Regions from separate parts of the Mus musculus genome. Here all the other regions are linked to region 6. Evidence: chromatin contacts called from public ChIA-PET, Hi-C, HiChIP or PLAC-seq and promoter capture Hi-C data. All regions are on one chromosome and are shown on one strand. Each heading gives the region's core, a stretch centred on a gene start, on an enhancer-like site or on the middle of the called end of the contact. The rest is flanking DNA. Distances are from core to core; before and after follow the strand shown.

Region 1 (3,458 bases), core at 846-3,345, 950 kb before region 6:
CTGAATTGTTTCTGTCTGAAAGAACTGCAGGGACAAAAATAGAGAAGAGATAGTAGGAAAGGCGGTCCAATGACTGGCCCAACTTGGGATCCATCTCAGGGAAAGGCACCAAGGCCTGACACTGTTACTGATGCTATGATGTGCTTGCAGATGGAAGCCTGGCATGGCTGTTCTCTGAGAGGCACTACCAGTAGCTGACTGGGACAAAAGTGGGTATTTATACCCAACCTTTAGACTTAAGTCAGGGACCACTATGTCTGAATTAGGCACAGATTGAAGAAGCTGAAGGGGAGAGAAACCCCAAAGGAAGATCAGCAGTATCAACTAACCAAGACCCCAGGGAGCTCTCTAAGACTGAGCCTCCCACCAGAAGCATACACAGGCTGGCCCAAGGTCCCTGACATAAATATAGCAGAGGTCTACCTAGTCAGGCCTCAGTGGGGAAATATGTGCTTAATCCTTGAGATACTTAAGGCCTCAGGGAAGAAAGAGGTCTGGTGGGGGGGGGCACCCTTTCATAAGCAAGGGAGGAAGGAATAGAATGAGGAAATGTGGAAAGGAGCACCAACGTCGGGGGGCATGACTGGAATGTAGATAAATACAATAAATTTATAAAATATCAAAATATACACACATTCTTACATTGGCATACTATGTTACATATGAAATATAATCAGACAGGAACAAAGTGATTGCTCAATGATGACCACTGTCTGTTCTTCCAGATTCAATTCACAGTGTCCATATCATGGCTTACAACCACCTTTAAGTCCAGTTCCTAGGTCTCCAACCCTCTTTTCTGGTCTCTATGTGTTTGATACTCAGAAAACCATGCAAGCAAAATACCCATGCACGTGAAAATAAATTTTAAATTCTAAAAAGAAATAATAACTAACATTGAGTGAGTTCTAAAACTGGCCAAGGATGTTGATTAGAGTAAGCATTGGAAGTGGACACAGGAGAGGCCCCATCACCCTCATTTTCCGTTACACAGTCCTGCAGCCAGTGCTAATCAGATTGATTGTAGTTGAAAAGACAGAGGTCCACACTGCAAGACACCTCTATCAAGATTATTGGCGGATACTATGGACCAGGTCAGAGCTATGCCTACATTTCTGTGTTGTTCTCTGCTACAAAACTAAAGCCATTGTCTGCTGGGTACAGATACTAAGCTTTCATCTCTCAGTTATCAGTGAAGATACCTTACCGCTGGTTCAGGAGTTAAGAAAAGCCTCTCTCTCAGAGGACATAGTCAAGTACCCATCCTTTCTGCATTGGGCATAGAAACTTAACAGTTCTTCTGAGACAAAACATACTTACTGTTATTGTTCCTCACTCTTTGAAACTTACTCCCGAGTATAATGCTATACAAAAACAAACAAACAAACAAATGATTTGGAGGATGGGGTCAAACCATGAGTGTAAAACCTTCATGAAGAGATTAGTGTCCTTATAAAAGAGAACTCAGACAGGTCAGGACTGGTGTGAAAGCACAAAAAGAACATGGCCTTATAAAATCCAGGGTCAGGCATGAGATACTGAATCTTCTGGTGCTTTGAATTTAGACTTCCTAGACACTATGAAATTCATTTCTATTGTTTAGGGTTCATTTGATTCATGGTATTGTTTCATAAGCTGAATTGAACTAATATAGAAAGCAAGACATTATCATGAACCTATCACCCTACACTCGCAGATAAAAAAGACCTGTCATTCCTGGAGGACAATCGAGAAGTTGCAGACCACCTAGAAAGACAGAGTGATGCTCTCTTCAATGGGGAAAGAGCAAAGAGGTATAGAAAATGCTACCCCACAAGCCCAGCCACATAGACCAGGGTAAAGCTAATGAAAAAAAAAAAAAAAAAAACCAAGAAAGTTTCAGGAAGATGGGGCATGCAGCCCAGTGGTAGAACATTTGTCTATTATTTATGATGGGGCTTTGATCCTCAATACTGAGACAGAAATAGAAGTTAGTTCTTATGCATCTCTAAACTGAGCAACAAGCAATAACTGAAAAATGTTCAGCATTGATGCTGACAACTGGTAAGAGGGAACTCCCCAGCCACACAGTGAAACCAAGACTACACATGGGTGGTAAACAAAGGAAGTCATTCTGTTTCCCAGGAAGCATAATGTGCCCCAGTTCATGGGTGCTGACACCAAGGTGTGAAATCTGTACCACACTGAGAGCAACACTTCAAAGCTCAGGCTAACTACTGATCTCAGTAAATCTACTCTCTACACTAAGAACTTTACTATATAGGAGCAAAGTTCTTTCTTAAACCAAGATGGTATTTATCTCAAACTCTGTAGGTCTGTCCCACTCTGATTTAGTCATCTAATCAAACATGATAAAGACTCAAATGAAAGGGAACAACATGATGAACACTAATTGTCAATAATGTAGTCATAGGAACCAGATAGAAACAGGGACTGGACATTGAAGAAATAATATGAGACTTTTAAAAAGTTGTTGAAAACAGATTGGAAAGGCATGGTGAGGCATGTGTTTAATCTCAACACTGAGAAGGCACAAGCAAGTGCATCTCTGTAAGTTTGAGGCCATCTAGAGCTGCATAGGGAGATCCTGTTTTAAAAAGAAAGGAGAGATGTAGGGGAGAAAGAGAGAGAAGAGAAGAGAAGAGAAGAGAAGAGAAGAGAAGAGAAGAGAAGAGAAGAGAAGAGAAGAGAAGAGAAGAGAAGAGAAGAGAAGAGAAGAGAAGAGAAGAGACAATGTAACACATTCAGGAGCCACTGAAGGTTATATGGGTAGAATGATGCTGTACTTAATAGTCAGCTACATATGCAAAGTGAAAAGGAGTAGACATGGGAAATATTTCCTCATGGGGCTTCTCAGAAGATGAAATGTTACTGGGAAAATAGTTGGTTAATTACAAGTCAGGTACATTAAGAAAGAAGATGATGAGAAAAAGAGAAAGAAGAATGGAATAGAAAAGACAAATGGCCAAAGGATATGTCTAAAGGGGTAATGATTATGGAATTTTAGTAAAGAATTCACTAACAATTTTCTAGATGGTGAGACATACTTACTTGGGGATAAACCCAAAATAGAGTATGGAAATTCATGAAAGGAAAGCAGTATAACTAAAAAGAGATGTGTGCAAATCTACAATTATAGCTTAGTGACTTCATTTTTTTCTCAGAAACCAGAGATTGGTAGAAGATATGTGGGGTTACTATAGGCCTGAACAGCATACTTAATTCTCCTACTATCAAGGATAGCTTTGTGCCAACAGAATCTAGCCTTCCAAAGTGTATGATAACATTAGGAAGGACAGGCCACGTTCTGCCTTATAAAATTATTCTGAGTTTAAACAAACTGAAAACACACATAGTAAATAAGCTGACCACAACACGTCCAACCTGTTAGTCATAGCAAGATATTTAGAAAAGTCTCAGATATTTGAAAATGGAAACAATACCTAGTACATCAGAAA
Region 2 (3,501 bases), core at 656-3,155, 650 kb before region 6:
TGGATCTAGTTTAACCACCTGTGTCTGTGCGTGGCTTGAGCTATGCGCACGCATGCCCTTCTTAACAAGGCATCTAACAGTCAGGGATCCCCCACCTACATCAAATTGTATAGACATCCTGCTCCAAGCAACATAATAGGTGGCCACCCTTCCTTTATCCAGGGTCCCCTCCTTTATAGTCAAACATATGCTAAAATATGTTGCAAGCAATGTATCAATCCAACCTGCACTGGTTTTGAATATATGTATAGTAAGACAAATTGTTATCTGAGTGGACTTTAGGAAAAATCCACTGTTTACCACTTCATGCCTGTGCATAATTTTGAATACTTATGAATTAAATCAAATGCAACTTGGAGAGGACAAGTATGGCAGAGAAAGTCTCATATAACTCAAGTTTGCCAATCAAAAGCAAAGAACCACCCACATCAGGCCCCTTAAAAACAAATGGTCCCCTATGGGGCACCATAAAAGGAAGCCCTAAACAATAACTAAGGCTCTTGGGCACTCTAGCTCAATGACCTGCTATTTACTTACTCCCTTACATTTTATCCTATTCTACCTCTTTAATTCAAACTTCTTTATACTTTGCTGTCTGAAAACTTTGAGCAAGAAGCTGGAAATGCTGTGCCTCCACCATACACATACCCCCAAATACACACACACACACACACACACACACACACACGCACGCACGCACGCACACGTACTCACACACTTGGAACAAACCAATCAGGATGAGATCATTGTACCCTGTATAAATGGTGTTTGGTGTGGGTCTGCAGTCTGAAGCCTGAACAGCTGAGTGCATACTGCCACACACTCCACTCTAGAAGGCTCGTTATCTTGTTTATCTTGTCCTAGGAAAACCTGACCTCCAGTTTAACCTTTCACACAGATTATGAAACAGCCTTCTATTAAATCCCAACACTCTGGCACAATTTTAAACAAAAAAATACCCTGGTGCAATATGGAGGACAATTTTTTAATTGAGAAACAAAACACATTCTGTCCAGGGCTGTGAAGTTGACTTTCATAACAGGCGGGAGTTGTTCAGATTCTGGCAAAGGCAGTTGTAAATTTTCACTTCCCCACTAATTGTCTTGATAACCCCAGGCTATATCCTAATTACTTTTTGTCTTTGGTTTCCTCACTTTGAAAACAAGGAAAATAATAGTTTTCTTTAAGGTAGTTAGCAGGATTAAGCAGAATTATATCTTTTATAAAACACTTAAAGCAGGACCGAGAAACACAAAACATACATTCAATCAATACAAGTTTCTTTCTCCAAACTCCAGGGGAGAACTGAACAGATGTAGAAAGAAACCTTGGGGTACCCCAGGACTACCAAGACATGGGTGGTCTTCAAATTTCAACAAATAATTAGAAAAACAGGAGTTTTGAATTTCAAAACTAGATGTTTTAGGGATGCTAGGAGAAGAAGCAAACATAACTTCTACTAAGAGATGACCACAGATACAGGAAAAATGGTGTCCACATTTATGGAAGAAGAGATTTAAAAAAAAGGCAGAAGTAACATAAACATTAAATGTGAAGGTAAGGTTCTTCTTTGACAATAAAACAATCCAAATATGTGGCTTTGGTGACAAGTATTCTTAGGAACCTCAAAGCTGTCAACTCCAGGCTTGCAGACGGATGAGCGCAGCGGCACACAGTGAATGAAAACACATGCAGCACACACAGAAAAGGCAGACTGTGGGATCAAAGCCAGAAACTATTCTTGGGTTGTTTTTCTCTTCAAAATAAGCTTTTTTTCCCCCATGATGCTAAATTTAAACAGCTGAATTTCTTTTTGTGAAAACAGTATTCTATTCAACCTTTTCAAAAGACTTGCCATTTAATAAGAAGTGGTCATTTTCTCCCAGGGAGGAAACCCCCTGAGCTACAGCTCTTCCTGGAAGAGGCCTGGCATATGATGAATGCTCATCTCCCCTATCTGAGCGGCTGGAGCCTCTACTACTTAGAGCCGAAAAAAAAAAAAAAAAAAACCAACAATGATGAAATTACTGCACCCAACAAGAATGAAGTATAGGGAATGCTCTCTGATTACAAGCCACACATTTTGTGTATGAGGAAGAAACATAGGAGCCTACTTATCTTCCGTTGTCACCATACCTGGGAAGAGGGCACCTCAAGTTAAACAGTGTCTCCATAAGACTGGCCTGTGGCAATGTCTGTCTGAAAGGCATTTTTTATTGCTAATTGGTGTGGGAGAGCTCAGCCCACTATTGGCAGTTTATCCTTCCACAGGTAAGCTTGGGATAAATTTTAAAAAGTAGCTGAGCAAGCCAGGGAATCAAGCCAGTAAGCAGTGGTTTCTTGTTCAAGATCCTACCATGATTTCCTGCTTGGCTTTCCTGGTTGGTGAACTATGACCCTAAGAGGAAATCATCCCTTTCTGCCCTGACGTGCTTCTAGTCATGGTATTTAATCACAAGGGAAAGAGATAAGGCACACAGGAAGAGCAGAGCTAGAGCTGTTGAAGAAATGGCTGGTGTAATTAAGGCTATTGTTTAGAAGGAATTAGATGCTAAAGGATGAAAGAGTCAGCAGCCAAGTTGGAGCAATGAAACCGTGTGCCATGGGCAATTTCTCAGATTCCTGCTTATGTGAGAAGCTTACCACAGACTAATCAAAGTGTATCCTAAACCCACAATAATCAGAGCACGGAAAGAGATGCGTGCAGAGCTAAAGCATCTGAGGAAGGCGCCACTAAACGACAAGAGTAGCCAGGTAAGCTGGTTTGTGAGTCAAAGGTTAGGCACATTTTCACTCTGGGAGATAACTGCTCCTTACCATATCATTATAACTAGACATGCCTTCCAGAAGAGAGGATGGACTCACATGTTCTCAGATCTAACATAGACAAGTTGACCCTTGTTCCATTCACCCACCACACTGCAAAACTCTGAAAACAGTGTCTCTGAGCCCCTTATATCCAAACTATTACTATGCAGTCAGAAGATAAATTTGCCTACTTCTTCTGGTTTACCTGCTCTACTTGATAGACCATGCCCTGCCCTATCCAGACGACAGTTTCTTAAGAAGACAGATACCCCAGTCTGAAGAAATCAGGCCATTCCTCCTGAATCCTCTAGGAGACAGTTGAGAAGTTGTTCTGTGCTGTGGTTTTACAGCTCCTGACTTATGGTCTTAACAAATACTTAGCTTTTCCAGGCTCTTTGTCTCATCTGCTATGAGGAAGTCAATCTAGGGATGTAAGGCATCCCTCCAGGATCTAGAGAGATGGATCAGTAGTTGAGAGCATGTTTCTCCTCCAGTTGATCGACATTATTGTCCCTGGAGGCACATGGTGTCTTACAATGATCTGGAACTCAGTTTCAGGGAAATCTGACACCTTCTTCAAGCCTTCATAGACACCAGCATACTCAAGGCATATATTCACCATACACATACACATACACATACACATACACATACACATACATAATTTTTTAAGATACTTAACTAACCTCATTC
Region 3 (3,815 bases), core at 404-2,903, 720 kb before region 6:
GTTCCCGTGCTTGAAACCTAACGGAGGCCAAATGTGCTCAGGAAACAAGCAAGTCAACATGATTTACCAGCATTGTGACACAGTGATCCCCAAGCGTCCTCTAGCCTCATCCCTCATCATACCCTCTGTGCCAAGAGGGCTCCCATCTTGTCTAGTTAATCTGTGATGCCTGGCCAATGTTCCTTGCTATTCCCTTTGCTAGAATGAACGTCATTCATCGTCCTTCCTCTCTTTTGCTGTCATTCCTACTTGCATCTTCTTATATACATGGCTTAGCCTGGAAGTCAAACTGGCCTGTTCAGGCGGGTGTTGTTTTGTTTTGTTTGTTGTTGTTTTCTCTGTTCAATAATAAGGAAATTGAGCCTAGCTAGCATTGACATCTCGCTGATTCATCACTTCATTCACAGACCCATGTGCAGCCCCTGCCACATGAAGAGCAGTAAATAAATAGAATACCATTTTTACTGGTGGAAACCGTGCTATATAATTCTAAAACCCAAGCCTTATGGCATTTAATAAGGGTTGGTTTGGTATAAATAGAAAACCCAGTTATCGTTATAATTTTCAAACACTGTGCCCTTTAGTCAATTATATCCCCACCCTTTATTACCTACACAAATGATAATCAGGAGAGAGCTCCAGCATTCTGGCTACTTCCTGAAGTGTTCTCCCTTTGTGTTTGAAGTAATCTCCATAGCTATTAAAGGGCAGAGTATTTGATTGTCAGTGCTAGGGTTCAAAGTATCTGGACAAAGGATGTTGTGGACTTTGGACCCCATACATCTTGCTAACCCTCGATGGGTCTACACAGTGTCTGTCATAAGGACTTCCTGCGAAGTTCTCTTACAGTGGGCTGGAATCTCACAATGCTTAAGAGCTGAACTTCTGCCTGTCTTCTGTCTCCTAGTGTTATTAAGTGGACCAGGTGACATGGAGTCTCCTCAGCAACTTTTTCCATCTCCTGTTTCCTTTATACACTGAAAGGTCTATATTTGGATCGCTCCCAAAATAAGTCTTAATTGATTTTTTAAGGTGTTCTCAACTGCCATGGCAATGATAAGCAAATATCTCTTCATGAATAGCCTTCTGCAATTGACTATTCTTACTGAGTATAAGCTTCAGTGCTCTTTCTTCAATGCTTCTGCCTCTCTCTCTCTCTCTCTCTCTCTCTCTCTCTCTTTCTCTCTCTCTCTCAGCATATTTCCTTTAGTCTGTTAAAACTATAATTAATATATATTTAAGTATAAATATACTCCAGAAGAAAATAATATATTTCAATAGTGCAATTCTTCAAAATAAAAACCTCCTATGATTTTTATCATTAACAACAACAGTACACATACACGCGCACACACACACACATGCACACTAAAAATAGATTGTGTTTTCAAGGGTAATAGCTGTCTTATTATTGGCAGGATCTGCTACACGTCTGTAACCTCTTTTGAAGTCACCTTTAACAGTGTGTTTCATTATAAAAATTATTTTTCTCTCTCAGGAAAAATTATTATTCATCTTTGGAGAGAACATCTTGTCAAGTGGAGCTGTTCAACAAAACAAGGAAAACATCTCTGCCAAAGCACAGCAAATGTGATTACCAAGCCAAGGAGAAGCCCGTAATTAGATCATTTCCATGGAAACAACCTAATTACATGTGTAAAGCAGTGAGAGCCGAGCTGAACATTGAATATGCTAATACCATTGTCTATGTTGTAATGTTTCTGCTACTTAGCTTCTCTCAAATATAAAATATAAACCATGTAGATAAACCCCAACTCTGCTAAGTGAATAAAAACCCACAGTGCATTGGATGTGCATTGCAAATGAATGTAATCCTGGGATATTTAACTGCTTATAATCAACACACACCTATATCCTTAAATAACCAAGGATAAAGAATGCATTGTCATGTATACTAATAATAAGTGCACAGTAGCATGTAAGTCGCCAAATGTCCATAAGTGAGCATTCTGCAATTTCACATGGTGTAAATTTTATTTATAAAAACAGCTAATGAAAAAAACAATTTATTTTTTAAGCCATGCATTCTTTACTTATTCTAGGGAATTATTTTATGTCAGCAAGAATTAATCATTTAGAAGCCTGTTGAATTTTTTTTTAATGTTCCATGTGATCTATATTTGGGTACCCCAGTCAGAGGGGCAGTGGGAAGTTACACCAAAATGATTTCATTAATAGAAGAATGAGTTTGCCTTTTTAAATAATGAAACCTATACCGTGCTTCTATATACCTCTTAATATCATTCCCAAGTGTTTCTTTGAGTTAATCTCTTGAACACAGCTTTGAAACTCCAGCCTTGCTATCCTCAACTGAGCAATTTGACAGCATCTCTAACAGCCTGAGGCATCCACTGGTCTTCAGCTTTCCCAAATGTAAGAGTTCACTTATCTCCTTGCTATAACCAAGAATATGAAAGAAACAAGGAAGAAGGGGTTTATTTTGACTTACAGAACACCGTGGCAGAATGTTTCTTTAATCTAGCAACATAGAGAGAACAGGAAATGGGCTAGGCATTCCTCAGGACTTGGGAGAGCAGGCTCTGGTCCTCATCTGAACAGCACAATACGGCTGACCCTGATGGAGAGGGACAGGTGAGCTGGCCCTAGCTGGCCCTGCCATTGGCCTAGCATGAGCTGACATGGGCGCCTCCTACCAATACCACCCGAGGTGGTCGTTGGCGCTCTGGGAGAGCTGACCCCAGGGTCATGAGGATGGGAAAGCTGGCCCCTCTCCTGACTGGCTGTAGTACTCAGGAGATCAGCCCCTGTACTTCAACTGGAGAGCACAATGGAGCTGACTCTGATGGCATGGGCGCATATGAGCCAGCCTCAAGGTCATGAGAGCAGGAGAGCTGACCCTGTCCGGCTGATGGTCGCATTGGATGATAAAGTCAAGGCAGTGTTAGTTCATTCTGGTGGTGTGGTTCAGGAGACCTGGTGGGCTGATCAATTCAGCTACCACCCAGGCCCATATCCAGGGCTTTGAGTTGGCGGACCCCAACATCTACCTCATCTATGAATTACTGGAGCGTGTGAAATGGCTGGTCCTGAAGATTCAAAGCTGCAGGATCTCCATGACACAGGGCAACAACAAAGTAACCAAGGGTGGAGAGTGAATAGGAAGGGACTGGGAGATGAGTGGGATTTAGGTGCATGATGTGAACCTTACAAAAAATCGATGAAAAGTTTAAAAATAATCTCAGGCCATCAAGGAATGGCCATGTTATGGCAAGACTCCCAACTCCATCAGTTGGAGCTAAGTGCTCAAACACAGAAGCCTCTGGGGTTCATGTCACGTTCAAATCTCCCTGGTTTTCAGATGTAAGCATAAGAGATTGTCGAGGCTTGCCTGACTACCACTTATTCCCAGATGTGCATGATTCACCTTCCAACTGGTCTGTTTTTTGACCATCTGTGCCAGTGACTTTAGAAATGCTCCTTTCAGTTCTCTTCCCTACCTGTTCCTTACCACCACCACATAGAGGTAAGGGATTGTTCTGCTAAGGAAGATAGAGGAAAAGTGATAGGGAGGTGCAAAATGTTCTTTAACATTGTCCTCCTGTGTGCTTCCCTGAGCTGCTCTGTCCAGGGATACATTTATACACATAGAACCTCGAACTAAACAGAAAATGATGCATGGTGTGTGTAGCATGAGCAGGAAACTAGCTGGAACTAGCTAACTTTATCAAGGCAAATAGCATCTGGAGGAGAACCAGATCTTAAAAAGAAACAGCTGGGCTCAAAGCCAGGCCTTTTCCTTTCCTTTCCTTTCCTTTCCTTTCCTTTCCTTTCCT
Region 4 (3,620 bases), core at 931-3,430, 670 kb before region 6:
TAACTTAATCAAGTCCCAGGTGAAAGGCGGTGCTGGTAAACACTGGGCAAGCCACTCTGTGGTGAGAAAAACTCTGATCTACAAGCTTGGCCAGATTCCTAAGGGAAAATTCTCCCACTAAGTGGGAGGGATAGGACCAAGCTGGAAAGTGATGAGCACATCAGACTCTCAGGAGCCAGTGTGCACAAATTCCAGAGCCACTGGCTTGCTTCATAGATTAAAATGTACCATACCTCACACCTTTCTAAACTTAAGAGCTTGTACTAAGAGAGAAACCTGATTATAGGCAAAGCTGCCATTAACACCTATAAAAAGTAAGGTCATGGTCTATGTAGCTAGTGGCTCCTGGCAGTGTTCTCTCTCAAGGCATGACTAAGATTGCCACTGAATTTGTTGATGTCAAAAGTACTAAAGGGCTCCACTCCTCCAAGGGTGTATGGGCTGGGTGAGGGATAGAGACAGATGCCCTGTGGGTAAGGAAAGCCAATACCTCACAATACTGGAATTATCTACAGTGTATCTGCCTGACCCAGAATTAGAGTCCCCAACAGTAGCAACCATCTCTACTGATCACTTCATTCCCATTGGGCCCCCACCCACAGAGTGGTCTTAGTGTGTTTGTTGAATGAGGAAATGAATAAACTTGCACGGAAACTTTGCTTTTAGGACATGTGAACTACTTAATAAAAGTACAATGTAAAGCTAATAAAATGGCAGAAAGAATTTTGAGAAATGAAGGAATTCCTCAGATGCTGGGTGGTATCATTATTGGTCACATTATTATGCTATGCCAGGGACTCTATTAAACTGTCAAGAACAATGCAAATACTCTCTACTTGAGAAGAGTGAGAGTTATCCCTTGTAGATATAGAAGGTCCTGATGATGTGACACATACCTTGAAGTACTACCTTCTCAACTATTGCTGAAACAGGATAGATTATCAGTTTTAAATGTTCATGTGTATACTGGGTCTCTGACACTCTCAGGGAAAAGAAACTTTGTGAAGGCATTGCTAAGATCCAGATTCTGAAAGCAATATTTTGCATGCAGTGACTTCCTTGTTAATTCTTTTCTTGATATCTATTCTTTAAGAAAAAATTACATTATTTAATTACAGAGACAGACAACTGGATAATGCACAGAGAGTAAGAGAACTGGAAGCATTCAGTCCTAATTGGTATGTCTTCATCACAGTGTTGACCTCGGGGCTCAGGGTGCTATGCAGAAAAGGAGGCAGAAAAAGCCAGAGGGAGCAAACAACACCAAGGAAACAGTGTCTTCCAGACACAACAGGACTCATGCACATAAGAACTCACAGAGTGAGTTGTGGCAGCAATAAGTCCAAAGCTGACAGGGTCCCAACACTGAGAAAGGTAAGTGGACACATCCCCCATCCCTAGCTGAGAAACTATCTCTATTTGAAAACTGCTCACAAAGGAAAAATTAGTTTTCTTCAATGGAGCCTCACTGGATAAATGTGTGCGCGCGCGCGCGTGTGTGTGTATGTGTGTGTGTGTGTGTGTGTGTGTGTGTGTATAACCTATACTTGAGGTCTGGCCCTATGCCCAGCAGTAAGTACATGTCCAACTCAAAATGAACTCAATGATATTTTTGGAGATCTTTTTGTCTCATATTTCTTTAGGCATTGTTTTTAATTTAATGATCTTTTGCATGTGTTTAATAGTTTCCATCTTTGTGGGGTATGTGCATGTGCGTTTTTCAAGCGTTTCTTTTCCTTCTTTTTTTATAATATTGGTTGGTTTGGGTTTTTGTTTGTTGGATTTTTTTTTTTTTTAATTTCTACAAAGAAAGATAAAGAAGGCCTGGAGTTAAATGAATGAGGAGTGGGGAGGATCTGAGAGGAGACATGAGAGGAGGAAATCATGATTAGAATCTATTATAAAAAAAAAAACCTTCATTCTTAATTATAACAAACAGAATTTATTACATCATTTATTGCATTGCAGTGTGAGTGGGATAAGCTGTGTGACCTTCACAATGTGTCTGTGGAGGTGAGAGCAGCCTGTGGGAGTCAGGTGTGTCCTCTCTTATGTAAGCGCTAGTAAGTGAACTCAAACTGTCAGGTGAATTCTTTTACCCACTGAGCCATCTATCAGCACAGAGGGCCACAAGGGCACAGTGATGTTTAGAGAACATAGTGCTGACAGGAATGTCTGATATGAGCCAAGAGAGCTAACCCTGGTCAACCAGGAGCTATGACTAAGCACAAAATAACGCTGACATCACATATCGGGAATCACAGACAGTGATGTAATCCATTACATAACCATCCCTGGCTTTTGTGTCTATCTATAGTCTTGGGGCACGAGGTAATCATCCGAACCTTTGCCTTCACATGCCTGCCTATGTGCATTTGAGTGTAGACCTGTATACATGGACCCTCTATACTAGCCTGAGTATGTGTCCATGCCCACTTTTTCGTGACCAATACTTTTCAAATTCCTGAGTGCTCATTGGCATTTGTCGGCCCAATGATATTTGTGTGAGTTAATAAAGTGTATCAACTGTATCATCAGAGGTTGGCAATGTCTTCAACCTCCCAGGATCCTGTGACCTTCCTCCTTTGTTGACATCAGAGTATGGACCCCATATCATCTCAGTAGCAACCCCTTCTGTTCGCAACTGTTTTATAAGCTCCTAGTGAAGTTGCACTTAAGTTCTGCTGTGCTCCCTCTATCAATCTGCAGGATGTCTCGACTGCTGATAACTATCTACTGGTCTGTCATTTAGTCTCATGTCAGAACATTTTCAGAAGTGCATAGAAATATATAGCATATCAGAGGCACCCATTTCATCTTTGCCCAGTTCATATATTGTTCAGAAGTTTCTGCAAGCCTCCTGAATCCTCTTCTCCTTGTACCTTGCACAGGAACACATGTCCCCTTAAATAGGGTGATGGTGTCTTAGTTTCTTTTCCCATTGCTGTGATGAAATACTCTGACAGAAACAACTTAATAAAACAAACAGTTTATTGTAGTTAACGGAACCATTCTGTTGAGAAGTCGTGATGTCAGGAGCTCCAGACAGCTAGCCATCCTGCATCTATGTCTAAGAAGCAGAGAACACTGAATGTGTGTATATTATACTCAGCACACTGTTCCACTCTACATATACTTCAGGATGACCCTGCCCCAAGAACTGTGCTACCCAGGATGGTGCCTTCCCATTTCAGTTCATATAATCCCTCACTGATATGTCCAGGTCCAGATGTAGACAACCTCTCATTAAGACTCTCTTCCCAGGTGAGTACAGATTGTATCAAACTGAAAATTAAAAGTAACCATCACAGTCATTCTATCAATTCTGTTCCTCTAGAGAAGGCTGACAAACACAAATCATATGGAAAACCTCCTTTCAGAAATAATCTCAACTGAGGAATGATAGAGCATATACCTGCAAAGAGATTACACTAGAAAAAAGCTTAACCTGATGCAGGTCCCCCTTCTGCTTTATCACTGAGCAACAGAATGCCTATAGAGGGAGCGGTCCTCCCAGGTGATTCTCTGCCACCCTGGCCAGTCTTCCCTACGCCATGCTGTGTGAATTCCCTCTCGCCTCGTGAATGACATCACTTCCACGTCAGTGCCAGTTTACAGAG
Region 5 (3,799 bases), core at 1,122-3,621, 780 kb before region 6:
ATGTATCTGTTGAGACATACATTTAAACCTTACAAATAACAAATGAATTTGATAATGATATCAATTATGAAAGTTGGATACAGTTTGAAATTTCATGAAGAAAATACACATACTTATGAATTAACTTGTCATAAAAGGTATTACAGAAAAATCTGTGTCCATAAACGTAGGCTAAATGGTGTGGAAACACATATGTAAGTGAAATGAATACAAGGGAAGGCTCAGCTCAATTTCTCCAGTTCATTCATTCTAGGATCTTTTGCCTAGAAAACAACACCCTCCCAGTGGATTCCCACATGAATACACACAATCAAGACTATCTGAATTCTAACCATGGCCTGAATGAGAGCTTTACAAAAATGTCTCATATGCCCATTTCTAGGCATAAGTATAGAACCAAATGAAAGAGATAAATTCAGCTGTGGAGAGGACTCAGCAGGTAAAATGCTTGCTGTATGTCTCCATTTCCTTTACTGTTGCTGTGACAAAATACCCTGACGAAAGCAACTTAAGGTGTGAAGGGCTTATTTTACTCACAGTTCAAGGGTACACCCCTTGGAATAGTCCATCATGGTGGGGGGGGGGGGTTCTAGGCAGCTGGAGGCTGAAGCAGTTGGTCAAATTGCACTCACAGTCAAGAAGAAAAGCAAAATGAATACAAGGGAAGGCTCAGCTCAATTTCTCCAGTTCATTCATTCTAAGATCTTTTGCCTAGAAAACAACTCCCTCCTAGTGGATTCCCACATCAGTACACACAATCAAGACTATCTTCCCCAGGCATGTGTCTATCTGTCTCCCAGGTGATTCTACATTCCGCCGATTAGACAATTAACACTTATATCACACTTTGAAGTGTGAGGACCTGAGTTCAGATTCCCAGAGCCCATTATAAAGTCTGACATGGTAGCATGCATCTATAGTCCCTATGCTTCTATGGCAAGATGGGAGGCAGAGAAAGGAAATGTCCTGGAAACTCCTGGGCCAGCTAACATGATATATACAGCAACAAGCAGGAATCCTGTCTCAAGCAAAATGGATAATGGAAACCAAACCTTGAGATTATTCTCCACTACAAACAAATATATATCTGCACACACACACACACACACACACACACACACATAAATTGACACATACAAAAATACTGAGGAGTGGGTAGGTAACACCACTCATCAGATAAAAGTACTTGTCATCAAGCCTATGACCTGAATTTTACCTGCAAGCACACACGGTGGACGGAAAGAACAGAGCTGACTCCTACAAGTTGTCCTCTGACCTCCAAATACAGGCTGTGGCATGTGAGTACTAACTTACCATCTTCCCCAATGTACGCACACACTAATAAAATAGTGTAATGAAAACTACTATCTATTTTTAATATTAAATAAATATACTTAAGATGAGAAAAGGAAACTTATGTTTCCGGTTTTTAAATTCATTTTTGAATTTAATTAATTTTTAATTTCCATAAATATTTTACCTCAATAAACTCATTATTGCATAATCTCTCCACTCAATCACTCCTCTAAAACATGGTGCAGTCTGAAGGAGCCTTCTCTGCTTTAGATTTAAGTGAAAGGCTGTCTCTCTGCAGCAGACACGATGCTTTCATAAAATGGTGGCAGTGGTCAATATTCTAGAAGCAGTGCAAAAATAGGTTTTCTGATACAGCATTAGTTTGGGTATGAACACAATGAGCTATGTCACTTTCAAGTTGAGTCCAGTTTCAAAACCCCAGGCAAAGCCATCACCCTGCTGTCACGGACATGAGATAATTGGGATTCACTGCACAACCTACATTCTCCAAAAGATGATTGACATCCTTGCAATGCATGCTGGATATGAGTGGCCCCATTGTCAACACCTAGCCCACACTATCTCCAAAGACTAATTGAAATTCAGTTGAATACAAAAGTATGAAAGCAATTTTCACATATTTTAATAAGTAGTTTTAAATGCTGTGATTGGAGTATTTTTTCTTGACTTATTTGCTATTATAGTCATAGCTATGTGTGGCTACAGAGCACTTAAGATGTGAATGATCTGAAATAAGCTTTGTTGTAGTTTTAAAATAGGCATCAGATTTTGAAGATTTGGGTATTTTTAATGAAATGTATGCAATCTCTTTATAGAGTTTCTTAATTGATCACATTTTCAAGCAATGATATTTAGAGTATACTGTGGTAACTAAATGTAACAGTGAAATTCCTTTTATGTTTAAAAGCTTCCAATTTGACCATTAAAAAAGGAAAATGACGTATACAGTGCACATCATATTCATATTGAACAGCTTTGCTGGTAATGAGGATCAGATGCTGGTGCCTTCACAGTTTAACTGGTGTTGTTTAAACCCAATTACATAATCTTAGCACTCAGCAAGCTATGGCAGGAGGAAGGCTACAGAACAGTCTGTGTTCTGAGTGTAATGTATTTCCCACAAGCTCATGCTTTTGAAAAATTGGTTCCCAGATAGTGCTGTTATTTGGGAGATGGGGCCTAGCAGGGGGAAGAGGTTATGCAAGCGAAGGTCCTACCTCCCATTCTGTATCTGTTTTCTGGTCTGTAAAATATGATCAGCTAACCTCTTCCTCTTGCCAAAGTGTCAGCCTCTCTGGGCATATGCCTTCCCAACTATGAAGGAGTGTCCCCTCAAACTTGAGACAAAATAAAACTGTCCTCCCTCTAGGTTCCTTTTGTCACATGGAGAACAGAAGCACTGAGCATGGAAGTACAGGATAGAAGTGTCACTCCTACCACGCTTTTCCATATTAGATCCATACCGATGTCTACAAGTTGTAGAATTAAAATTCCCCAATCATTTTGATTTGTTTCTCAAAAGATCCTTTAATAACGCACTCCCTTGCAAAGTCTAAGAAATTACAAATATACTTTTAAAAAATTTAATTCACCCCCAGCATCTTAGAGAAGGAAAATTAAGAACCAGACATTAACTGATCTCATTACTCTTAAGAAAAAGGTCAGAATTAGACTGCAGGTCTCAAAATCTCAAGACAAAATATTTCAGTTATACCATCAAAATTTAAATTTGACTGTTTTACAAAATGAGGTTAAAATCATTCCTGTTTTTTTCCCCCACAAAGAATCACCTTATTTATGAAAAAACTACTTTATTCTAAGGTTGTTAGTTTTTTTTTAAAATACTATAATGGAGGCCAGTTTATCTAAACAAAAATATGTGATTGAAGTAATTAAATAGCATATATTTCATTGGTCTCTTTATTCTGTGTGGCTTAATCTAAAGGATTTTGTGACACAGCAGTAAAAATATAAAACTCACAAAATTAACCAGCAAGAGACTTCTAAATGAAAGTAAGAATAGGGAGGCGAAATCAACCTTATTAATAAGGAGAGCTCTATACAACATAGATAACAGGCAGGCTTTCTGCCTTATAGACACCACATAAAATAAAGCACCAGTTCCCCCAATAAGAAGAATTCACAAGAAAAAGTTAGGAGTGGCCAATTTGAGAGAGACATTTTTAACCATTTATTAATATTTAGAGATTTATTTTAGTATTTGTTTATGTATTTGTGTGTGTGTGTGTGTGTGTGTGTGTGTGTGTGTGTGTATGTGTACATTCATGCAGGTACCTGTGTAGGTTGAAAGAAAATCTCTTGATCTCTGAGAGCTGGAGACTTTGGAGGATATATGCAGCCCGATGTAGGTGCTGGGAACTGAACTCAGACCTATGCAAGAGCAGTGTTCTGGCTGCTTGGCTATAGTCATTTTGAAAGAGGGAAACTCTACTAATAGATTAGCCTGTGGGCGTAATCTTCA
Region 6 (3,631 bases), core at 1,107-3,606:
CAACCAACCAACCCCCCCCCCCAAAAAAAAGATCAAATAAACCATGAATGCAAAACCTCAAAACTTCCAAACAACAAGCAAACCAGAATAAAAACAAAACAACAACAAAACCCCAAAAGCTTGAAGGGCACTTTACTGGAGCAAGTTTAAGGTACAGGTCCCCAACTTTGGCGGCTTCTGTCATGACATTCAAATAAAGTGGTTTCTGTCCTAAGACAGTGCACCTAACAAACGAACAGATTCTCACCCTCGTTGTCCCGTGCACAGAGACCACCTTGAGGAAGCTAGCTCAGAGTCTAAGAGCTTCTGGCTGGAAGGAGGGTGGTCTTTGGAAGAGATGTCTCCTGGGAGGCTAGGAATCACTTGCTTGTCGCTGACTGTAAAGACTGGTGAGCATCCTTAGCCACTCAAAGTGTGGCTTGATTTTCTTGTAGCTGTTGTCTAGGTCCAGGGCTGGGAACCAGCTTTCCCCACCCATCCCACCATTTTAATGGGCGTTTCGGACAAAGAACCTGCATTGCAGTGTGAGGTTTATGTTGAGCAAACAGCATACCGTAAGTGGACAGCTCTTACACAATGGTAAGATACTAAATGCTCTGGGCAGCTGAAGGACGGAGGCAGGCCTCGTCTTTGGCTTCCTCAGTGCTGTTTCCCTTAACTGGACAGAAGTGTTTTGGAAACCCAGTATAATCTACATTCCCATCAGGTGACATTGTTTAATCTAACATTCCCTCTTTCACAAGTGACAATAGCTCCGGGGACACCCAGGCTCAAGCTTTGAACTTTTCTGGTAGAAAGGGCGTTTGCAACTCCATAGACTTTCTTTGGTGCCTTTCCACCTTCCAGCTACGCCTGTCAAAATAGGTAACCGCCTCCAGGGAGGGGCCAACAGGGGAGAGTCATTGACCTTGGCTGAACCAAATCTAATCTAGTCTCGGAGTTTGTTAGGCTGCACAGTCTATAGCTGTGAAAGTTACTTCAAATGATACTTTGTTTGAAAATTTATCTTTGAAGCACTAAAGGAAGACCACTGCTTGACAGGAATACACGTTTCCAAATGTTTTGACAACTTGAAACTAGAACCTTTCACCAAAGAAGGTTGCAAAGTATTTTTAAAGATAGTAACAAAAAAGCAGAGTTTCAAGATATATGCTAGAATTAAAAGGAAGGGTGCCTCTTACAGCCCAGGTTTCTGAAAGGCTCAGGAAGGTCACCGCAGTATTTTAAAAATCCTCGGCGCTCCGGCAGCCACATTTTGACATTATTGGGCAGCCAAACTGTACTTCAGAAACCGCCTTCACGTGCCAGACGCATGCAGAAAGTAGATAATATAAACTCCCGTGGATATCACACCGCGGTGCACACTTAGTGAACATTCATTCTGTCTATGGCTTTATTTTCGCGCAATGAGAACTGATCCATCAAACCTTCCCAAAAGACCCGCAGACAAGTCGCACATTTGGGCGCACAACTTCAATTTCAGCTTTGCGTTTTCACCAAACCCCTCTCGCCGTGCGCGCTGCGCGTCTCCCCACGCGCGGTGCTCCGGGTCCCATCCTAGAACTCGCTCACGGCAGGCGAAGCACCTTTCCAGGTACGCTCCGGAGCGGGCGTGTTTACGCGCATCCAAGTGTGCGGCACTTTGAACGCGGAGTCCATGTGGAGCCCGCGCCGAGCTCCCGCAGCTGCCGGCCGCCTCCGGGGATCGGAGCGGCCGCGGCTCGCGGGATTGCTGCGGGCGAAGGGACTCAAGCGCCACCCAGGCAGCGGGACAGCCCCGGCTGCGGGCTCTGGAACGAATGCGCGGCGAGCCCAGCCCCCAGCGCCGCGAGCGAGCGAGGGAGGCTGGGTGGAGGGAGAGCGGAGCGAGTGAGGAAGCCGAGTGTGGAACGGCTCGTCGGCCGCCACCCCCACCGCCACCGCCGCGCTGCCTCCACCGCGGCCCCGCCCCTCCGCCGCGCCCCTCCCCCACTCCGGCGCTCCTCCCTCTAAGTTCCCCCTCCCAGGTCCCCCTCCCCGTCGAGGTTCCCCTCCCCCTCCCAGGCTCAGGCTCCCTTCCCCCTCGCCTCTCCTTCTCGGGGCTCCCTTCCCCCTCCACAACCCGTTTCCCCACTCCTCCTCCAGGCTCCCCTCCCCCGCCCAGCTCTCCTTCTCTTCCACCACCCGGCTCCGCTCCCCTCCCCCTCCCGGGTCCTCCTCACTTCCTCCCCTCCCCCTCCGGGCGCGCCCCACCCCTCCGCTCCCCTCGTCTCCCCTCCCCCTCCTCGGGTCCTCCTCCCCTCCCCCTCCACCCCCTCCCCCTCTACCCCTCCCCCTCCTCGCTCCCTGTTCCCTCCTCCCTCCCCGCGCGCCGGGCGCAGGCCGCTCGGGTTTGTTTTGCTGCGCGGCCGTCGCCGCCGCGGGCCCGGAGCTCATTTGTGCCTGGCTGGTCCCCGCGCTCCCCGGTGCCGAGCCGGAGCCGTTGGCCGCTCGCGCGCTTGGCTCTCTCCCTTAGTAACAGCTCCCCTCCTGCCTCGGTGCTGCGCCCTGCCCCCGCGCCCCTCCCCCGCCGGACCCGCTGCCCGGCTGTCAGCGCCCGCACCCCAGGGCGCCTCGGGGTGCCGACGGCGGCCAGGAGGGGAGCGCCGCGCGTCCTGGAGGGGACAGCGTCGCCAAGCAGGTGAGCGCGGGCCCGGGGCTGCGGGCGCCGCGAACTTGGCCTGGGCGCGGGGGAGGGGCGGCTGCGCTCACGTGCTGCCCCCCCGGGTCGGGGTGGCTGCGGGAGGCACTGGGCCCAGGCGAGCGGGCTTGGGGGCGCAGGCTGGATGCGGGGCCGCAGCCGCCCTGTGCTCACATAGCGGGGGAGCGGCCAGGGCTCAGGATGGGTGCTGGTCCGCGCTCGGGCGCGCGGGCTGCAGTCGCCCGGTCGCGCACCCCTCGGGCTGTGGCGCGCGGAGACCCCGGGCGGCGGCGGGGACCGCGGGCGGCTGTTGGGGCGCGGGCGGGGGAGGGGCGCGGCCGGGCCTCGCTCACTCAGGACGCGAGTGTGGGCACCTTGTGCCTGTGGCCTCCCCACGAGGAGGCCCTGGCCACAGCCTCGGTAAAGTTGGGTCAGAAGTGTATACAGTTGGCAAACTTATTGCCAGCTTCCTGGTAAGTTTCGGGGTGGCACACAAGTCACATTATCTTCTGACAGTATAGAGCCACGTTGTGAGTGTTTGCTGGGTGACTTCCTCTTTGCAACCGATGTCTTTTTTTTTTTTTTTTTTTTTTTTTTGGAACAGGGGCTGACTTTCATTTAAGTGTAATTCCACGTTGAAAGGCAGCTCGAGGCGAATCATGCATGTGTTAGAGTGTTCGGTAATTTTGGAAGTTCTCAATTTGGATTAAATTTAGGTTGTGAAAATGGTCTGTTCTGTGTAACATTTGGGTTGGGTGGCTTTTAAGAAACGCTCTCTTTGTTAGGTTACCCAACACTGAAAATAATTTGGTGATCACACAGAAGAGTTGGAACATAGCTAAACATTACATTTCTTTAACAGTCTGGAGTTTTCTTAAAACCTTGGTTGGACTTTATCGGCCCCAGGGTGAAGGGTTATATGCCATTTACAGTTAATTAGGGAAGTTTACTGTTGGCTTTCTTGTTTTTCCA
Region 7 (3,421 bases), core at 201-2,700, 550 kb before region 6:
CAACAAATGACTGAGCACTGATTCCCTGAATTGCTTACTCTTTAAGACACTTTGGTATTTCTTAGTTAAAACAATGCATTGAACATCTTAGGTAAATTTCCTCTCCTGCAAAATGCAAGCCAGCTAACAGACTTTTCATATCCTCAGGTGAATTCTACATAACTTTCTAGGTCTGCCCTCTCCCTGAACCTATTGATATTTGCCTTCACAAATGATGGTGATACTGAGATGTTTTCCTAAATTAATAAATCAAAATTTAAAAATACTTTAAAAACTTAATTCACTGATTATCTGTTCAAGTCACCATGCCACTGTAGCTGTGTTTCTTGTTTGACCAGTTAGTCAATCCCTCGTTGATCTATCCAGAATGAGTAGCCAGAAAGAACAAGCTTGCCTTAGTTACTAGAGCCTTTGATGTCAACAGGGAAGTCATCCTGAGAGAATGGGAATTAGACAGACTCCCTGGTAGGGAGAAAGATGAGAGCCCAGGGCTAGCGAATAAAGGTAGTAAGTTTCAAGGATAGACAGCTTCATCCTTATCTTCCTAACTTGAGACAAAAGCTGGCTTCTTAAATCAATGGTTTTGTAGAGTTTGTTTGAGTCTTCCATCAGCAGGCCCTATTGATGGACTATTTCAAAAAGTTTAAGGCCTGCTCAGAACATGTCACACAGCAGTTGTGGGATAATGAACCATCCTCGATTCCTTCAAACTGACCAACCCCAAGTTTGGGAGGAAGACCCTTCGGAAGCTTTAACCAGCAGCCCTTGAGAAGAGACTGGTGTTTTTGGCTTTCCAAGTCCTACCCCAACTCCTGTGCATTGCGGAGGGAATTTTTCTCTGTGTGTCTGGATGTGCATGTGTTCCTCATTCCAAATGAACAGAAATGCCTTTCTTCAACTGCAGGTTCTGTCTGCTGTGCTTGAGTTTTCTCTGCTGCTATCTGTTGCACTCTAGGTTTTTCCTGCCACTTAATTCCTTAACTGGCAGAGAAAATGAATCAAATCAAGACCCCTAGACTGCATCAATCTTCCACCACCTCTGGAGCCTAAATTACCACGGTCTTAAAGAAAAAGCAGTCCAGCCAACAGACTTATACAGCGTTGAATATTTGAAGGAACAAGTCAAAGAATTGAGGGAAATGACTGTTCTAATCTTAATGCTGCCTCCCCCACCCCCACCCACCATACCACCTATTTCAATTCTTTTTGGAAAGTTCTTTATCTTCTGTAGCTTGCCTCTGTCTCCCTCAGAACCACCCATCCCCACCATAATTGTACTTACTAGCGGCATAAACAAAGCCTTGGCATTTTAAGGGGAGATCCCCGGGGGCCTTCAGGAAGTTTATATTTCCCTGGAAATTCTGAAGCTCTTTAGCAGGACGCAGAAGAACAGCTGCTTCCTCCCAGGGACTTTTCATGTACTTTGATCCTGCCGGCAAAGTGCAGTCAGCTTCACCCACCCAGCCCAGGAAACGGGGAGTGCAGAGAGACTGTTCAGTTGGGAGGCTATGTTTCACCTTCTAAGGGGTTTGTAAATTAAGCTTGACCTTGGGACTCAATGGAACCTCAGTGGGACTGACTCCTGGTTCTTCTCCTCCTTCAGAAACAGCATTTATTCAGAAAGTTTTCAAAATTCACAAATTATTCCTCAACCAACCCTTTGTTCGGAAGCCAATTAAGTCAAGTATATTCTGTAAACAGAAAACCAAAACGTGTGCAGACTACATTTGAATTCAGAAAGGAGTCCCATGCTTTCCATTTACCATATACCCAGACCACCAAGATTTTCCACAAGTCCTGTTTCCCTAGCTAGGCCACCTTATCTGGTCAGTGGGAGAGGCTGCTCCTAGTCCAACAGTGACTTGATTTTCCAGGGGCTTGATGACACAGGGTAAGCCCCCCTTCTCAGAGTAGAAGGGGAGGGGGAAATTCAGAGAGGATCTATGTGAATGTTAGGGGGTACTAGGAAGAGGGGGGGCTAATATTGGGATACAAAGTGAATAAATAAATTAATTAGTTAATTAATTAATATTAGAAAAGAATTTTAAAAGAATTTCCACCTGCCAGTGTGACTTTATTCAAGAACCTCCTGTAATACCACAGTGTGACCTTCTCTTTTAAAGTGGGATGCTACAAGAGCACTTTAGTGGGTTCTTTTATTGATTAATTTGTCCCACAAGCACAAACCAAGTGCAGACAACCTTTTGGACACTGGTCACTTTTACCAAGCTAAATAATCGCATGCCTTAGAGGTCAGTGAACTATAGCCACCATCATCCATTATAAGTAAAGCCTTATTGGACACAGCCACACTCATTTGCATACACGTGTGAATATTTTGTCTGTCATCTAGTGGGAGCTTTTGTAGTTAATAGCAAAGCTCAAATGGAAATGCTGCAGGGTAGTTGTGAACTGAGAACATTCAGCCCAAAATATTTATGTAGTGTGTTTTTGTGAAATGAGTTCGCCAATCTCTGATCTAGCTCAGAGTTAGCACACCTTATCTAGCAGCCTGGGAGTCCCCCACTAACCTGGGGGAAGGCAGAGCCCTGCCCCTGGAGGTTCTGTTTTAGTCAGGAGTTGGAGGGGAGGATGAGAAGATGGAGTTTAAAAACCCTCTTCCATGTAAGCAAGTTGTACAAGTGCAGTGGACAAAGGCTGTTGCAGTCCTGAGTGTGAAGGGCATTCTCAGAGCCAGGCCCATGTGGGGCATGAGGGATGTTAGCGGGAACGTTTCAGTCGGTAGCTATCACTAGGGCTCAGAAGGTTTGGACTGAGAGACACATGTAGAGTTCATTCCAGATAATAGAGAAAACAAGGTGGAGAGTGATAGGTTATTTCTCTGCTGATAGTGAATGAGCCAATTTAAGACAGATTAGATTGTATTAAAGGCAGGTTTATTGGGAAGCAGCTCTTCAGTGGGCAAATTCACTGGCCTCAAAGACCAAGGTGAAGGAAGTCACCATGGAGAAAGGAGGGGTAAGGGGAAGAGAGAGAATGAGAGAAAAGAGTGTGCATGCAGAGAGAGAAGATGGGGAGGAGGAGGAGGAGAAGGAGGAGGAAGAAAAGAACAGGAAGAAGAGGAAAAGAGGAGGAGGAGGAGGAAAAAGAAAGGAGAGCAAAATGTCTGGATTATATAGGGAGAAGCCTCTAGAGGAAAGGTAGCTCAGCCCCTGGGCTGGAAAGTTCAGGGTTCTGGGCACAGTGTGTCAGGTAGGGACTGAGGGATGCTGGGAGAACCAGGAGGCCAGGCCTGCCTTGGCATGTACAACAGGCACCTCAGTCCCTGTACCATAAGGTCTGAAATCAGCCTTTAGTTGATTATAAATGGATGAGGGTAGTGTCATCTTCCTGCTGACATTGAGGCGCAGTTTTGAAGCGTGGACAAAAGGCTGGAATGTCCTACGTCTGTGAAGAGCTG

What was found. Promoter capture Hi-C pulls out the DNA fragments that hold promoters and counts their contacts. Hi-C and Micro-C count contacts between places; a contact is called where the count stands out from the background. ChIA-PET counts read pairs in DNA pulled down with a chosen protein or histone mark. HiChIP or PLAC-seq counts read pairs in DNA pulled down with a chosen protein or histone mark.
Region 1: a contact with region 6 is called in an RNA polymerase II ChIA-PET map of memory CD8 T cells, with 26 read pairs. The contact joins the enhancer-like site here to the promoter of Tbl1xr1 in region 6. A contact is called at or near these places in 8 of 39 promoter capture datasets (the 3T3-L1 cell line, the C10 cell line, hippocampal neurons and 3 more), 2 of 484 Hi-C or Micro-C datasets (bone marrow-derived macrophages and pre-B cells), 8 of 115 datasets of contacts at active chromatin or transcription factors (bone marrow-derived macrophages, cardiomyocytes, effector CD8 T cells and 4 more) and 1 of 9 other capture datasets (liver).
Region 2: a contact with region 6 is called in a Hi-C map of uterus, with 3 times the contacts expected there. The contact joins the enhancer-like site here to the promoter of Tbl1xr1 in region 6. A contact is called at or near these places in 6 of 39 promoter capture datasets (the C10 cell line, frontonasal cranial neural crest, hippocampal neurons and 3 more), 1 of 484 Hi-C or Micro-C datasets (uterus), 5 of 115 datasets of contacts at active chromatin or transcription factors (T-cell acute lymphoblastic leukemia, bone marrow-derived macrophages, embryonic forebrain and 2 more) and 2 of 9 other capture datasets (adipose tissue and liver).
Region 3: a Hi-C map of cerebellum shows a contact between it and region 6, with 2.9 times the contacts expected there. The contact joins the enhancer-like site here to the promoter of Tbl1xr1 in region 6. A contact is called at or near these places in 8 of 39 promoter capture datasets (the 3T3-L1 cell line, cranial neural crest, hippocampal neurons and 4 more), 4 of 484 Hi-C or Micro-C datasets (cerebellar granule neurons, cerebellum, cerebral cortex and 1 more), 7 of 115 datasets of contacts at active chromatin or transcription factors (astrocytes, cardiomyocytes, embryonic basal ganglia and 3 more) and 3 of 9 other capture datasets (adipose tissue, liver and pancreatic islet).
Region 4: a contact with region 6 is called in an H3K27ac HiChIP or PLAC-seq map of heart atrium, with 7 times the contacts expected there. The contact joins the enhancer-like site here to the promoter of Tbl1xr1 in region 6. A contact is called at or near these places in 6 of 39 promoter capture datasets (the 3T3-L1 cell line, the C10 cell line, hippocampal neurons and 3 more), 1 of 484 Hi-C or Micro-C datasets (cardiomyocytes), 6 of 115 datasets of contacts at active chromatin or transcription factors (bone marrow-derived macrophages, cardiomyocytes, embryonic forebrain and 3 more) and 2 of 9 other capture datasets (adipose tissue and liver).
Region 5: a promoter capture Hi-C map of second pharyngeal arch cranial neural crest shows a contact between it and region 6, with 4 times the contacts expected there. The contact joins the enhancer-like site here to the promoter of Tbl1xr1 in region 6. A contact is called at or near these places in 5 of 39 promoter capture datasets (cranial neural crest, hippocampal neurons, liver and 1 more), 2 of 115 datasets of contacts at active chromatin or transcription factors (cardiomyocytes and large pre-B cells) and 1 of 9 other capture datasets (pancreatic islet).
Region 7: a promoter capture Hi-C map of pre-B cells shows a contact between it and region 6, with 2.5 times the contacts expected there. The contact joins the enhancer-like site here to the promoter of Tbl1xr1 in region 6. A contact is called at or near these places in 10 of 39 promoter capture datasets (3T3-L1-derived adipocytes, HPC-7-derived erythroid cells, cranial neural crest and 7 more), 3 of 484 Hi-C or Micro-C datasets (cranial neural crest, epidermal suprabasal cells and stem cell-derived neural progenitor cells), 10 of 115 datasets of contacts at active chromatin or transcription factors (T-cell acute lymphoblastic leukemia, bone marrow-derived macrophages, craniofacial prominence and 6 more) and 2 of 9 other capture datasets (liver and macrophages).

The regions. Positions count from the first base shown.
Region 1 is chr3:21,124,271-21,127,728 of GRCm38.p6, forward strand. No RefSeq gene overlaps it. Among named protein-coding and RNA genes, the nearest start is that of Gm31552, 300 kb to the left of the region's middle. Within about 2 kb of position 2,096, at least 18 of the 459 cell types and tissues checked have an H3K27ac peak or open chromatin away from gene starts, as enhancers often do. A contact at or near this core is called in effector CD8 T cells and memory CD8 T cells, where this site is marked.
Region 2 is chr3:21,425,901-21,429,401 of GRCm38.p6, forward strand. All of the region lies in intron 4 of Gm31610 (a long non-coding RNA gene), which reads right to left. Among named protein-coding and RNA genes, the nearest start is that of Gm31610, 62 kb to the right of the region's middle. Within about 2 kb of position 1,906, at least 16 of the 459 cell types and tissues checked have an H3K27ac peak or open chromatin away from gene starts, as enhancers often do. A contact at or near this core is called in uterus, where this site is marked.
Region 3 is chr3:21,355,633-21,359,447 of GRCm38.p6, forward strand. No RefSeq gene overlaps it. Among named protein-coding and RNA genes, the nearest start is that of Gm31610, 130 kb to the right of the region's middle. Within about 2 kb of position 1,654, at least 43 of the 459 cell types and tissues checked have an H3K27ac peak or open chromatin away from gene starts, as enhancers often do. A contact at or near this core is called in cerebellar granule neurons, cerebellum and embryonic basal ganglia, where this site is marked.
Region 4 is chr3:21,405,106-21,408,725 of GRCm38.p6, forward strand. No RefSeq gene overlaps it. Among named protein-coding and RNA genes, the nearest start is that of Gm31610, 83 kb to the right of the region's middle. Within about 2 kb of position 2,181, at least 11 of the 459 cell types and tissues checked have an H3K27ac peak or open chromatin away from gene starts, as enhancers often do. A contact at or near this core is called in heart atrium, where this site is marked.
Region 5 is chr3:21,291,155-21,294,953 of GRCm38.p6, forward strand. No RefSeq gene overlaps it. Among named protein-coding and RNA genes, the nearest start is that of Gm31610, 200 kb to the right of the region's middle. Within about 2 kb of position 2,372, at least 5 of the 459 cell types and tissues checked have an H3K27ac peak or open chromatin away from gene starts, as enhancers often do. A contact at or near this core is called in second pharyngeal arch cranial neural crest, where this site is marked.
Region 6 is chr3:22,074,296-22,077,926 of GRCm38.p6, forward strand. Tbl1xr1 (transducin (beta)-like 1X-linked receptor 1) reads left to right here and starts at 2,357. Exons shown (of 16, transcript NM_030732.3): 1 at 2,357-2,659.
Region 7 is chr3:21,529,696-21,533,116 of GRCm38.p6, forward strand. No RefSeq gene overlaps it. Among named protein-coding and RNA genes, the nearest start is that of Gm31610, 42 kb to the left of the region's middle. Within about 2 kb of position 1,451, at least 6 of the 459 cell types and tissues checked have an H3K27ac peak or open chromatin away from gene starts, as enhancers often do. A contact at or near this core is called in pre-B cells, where this site is marked.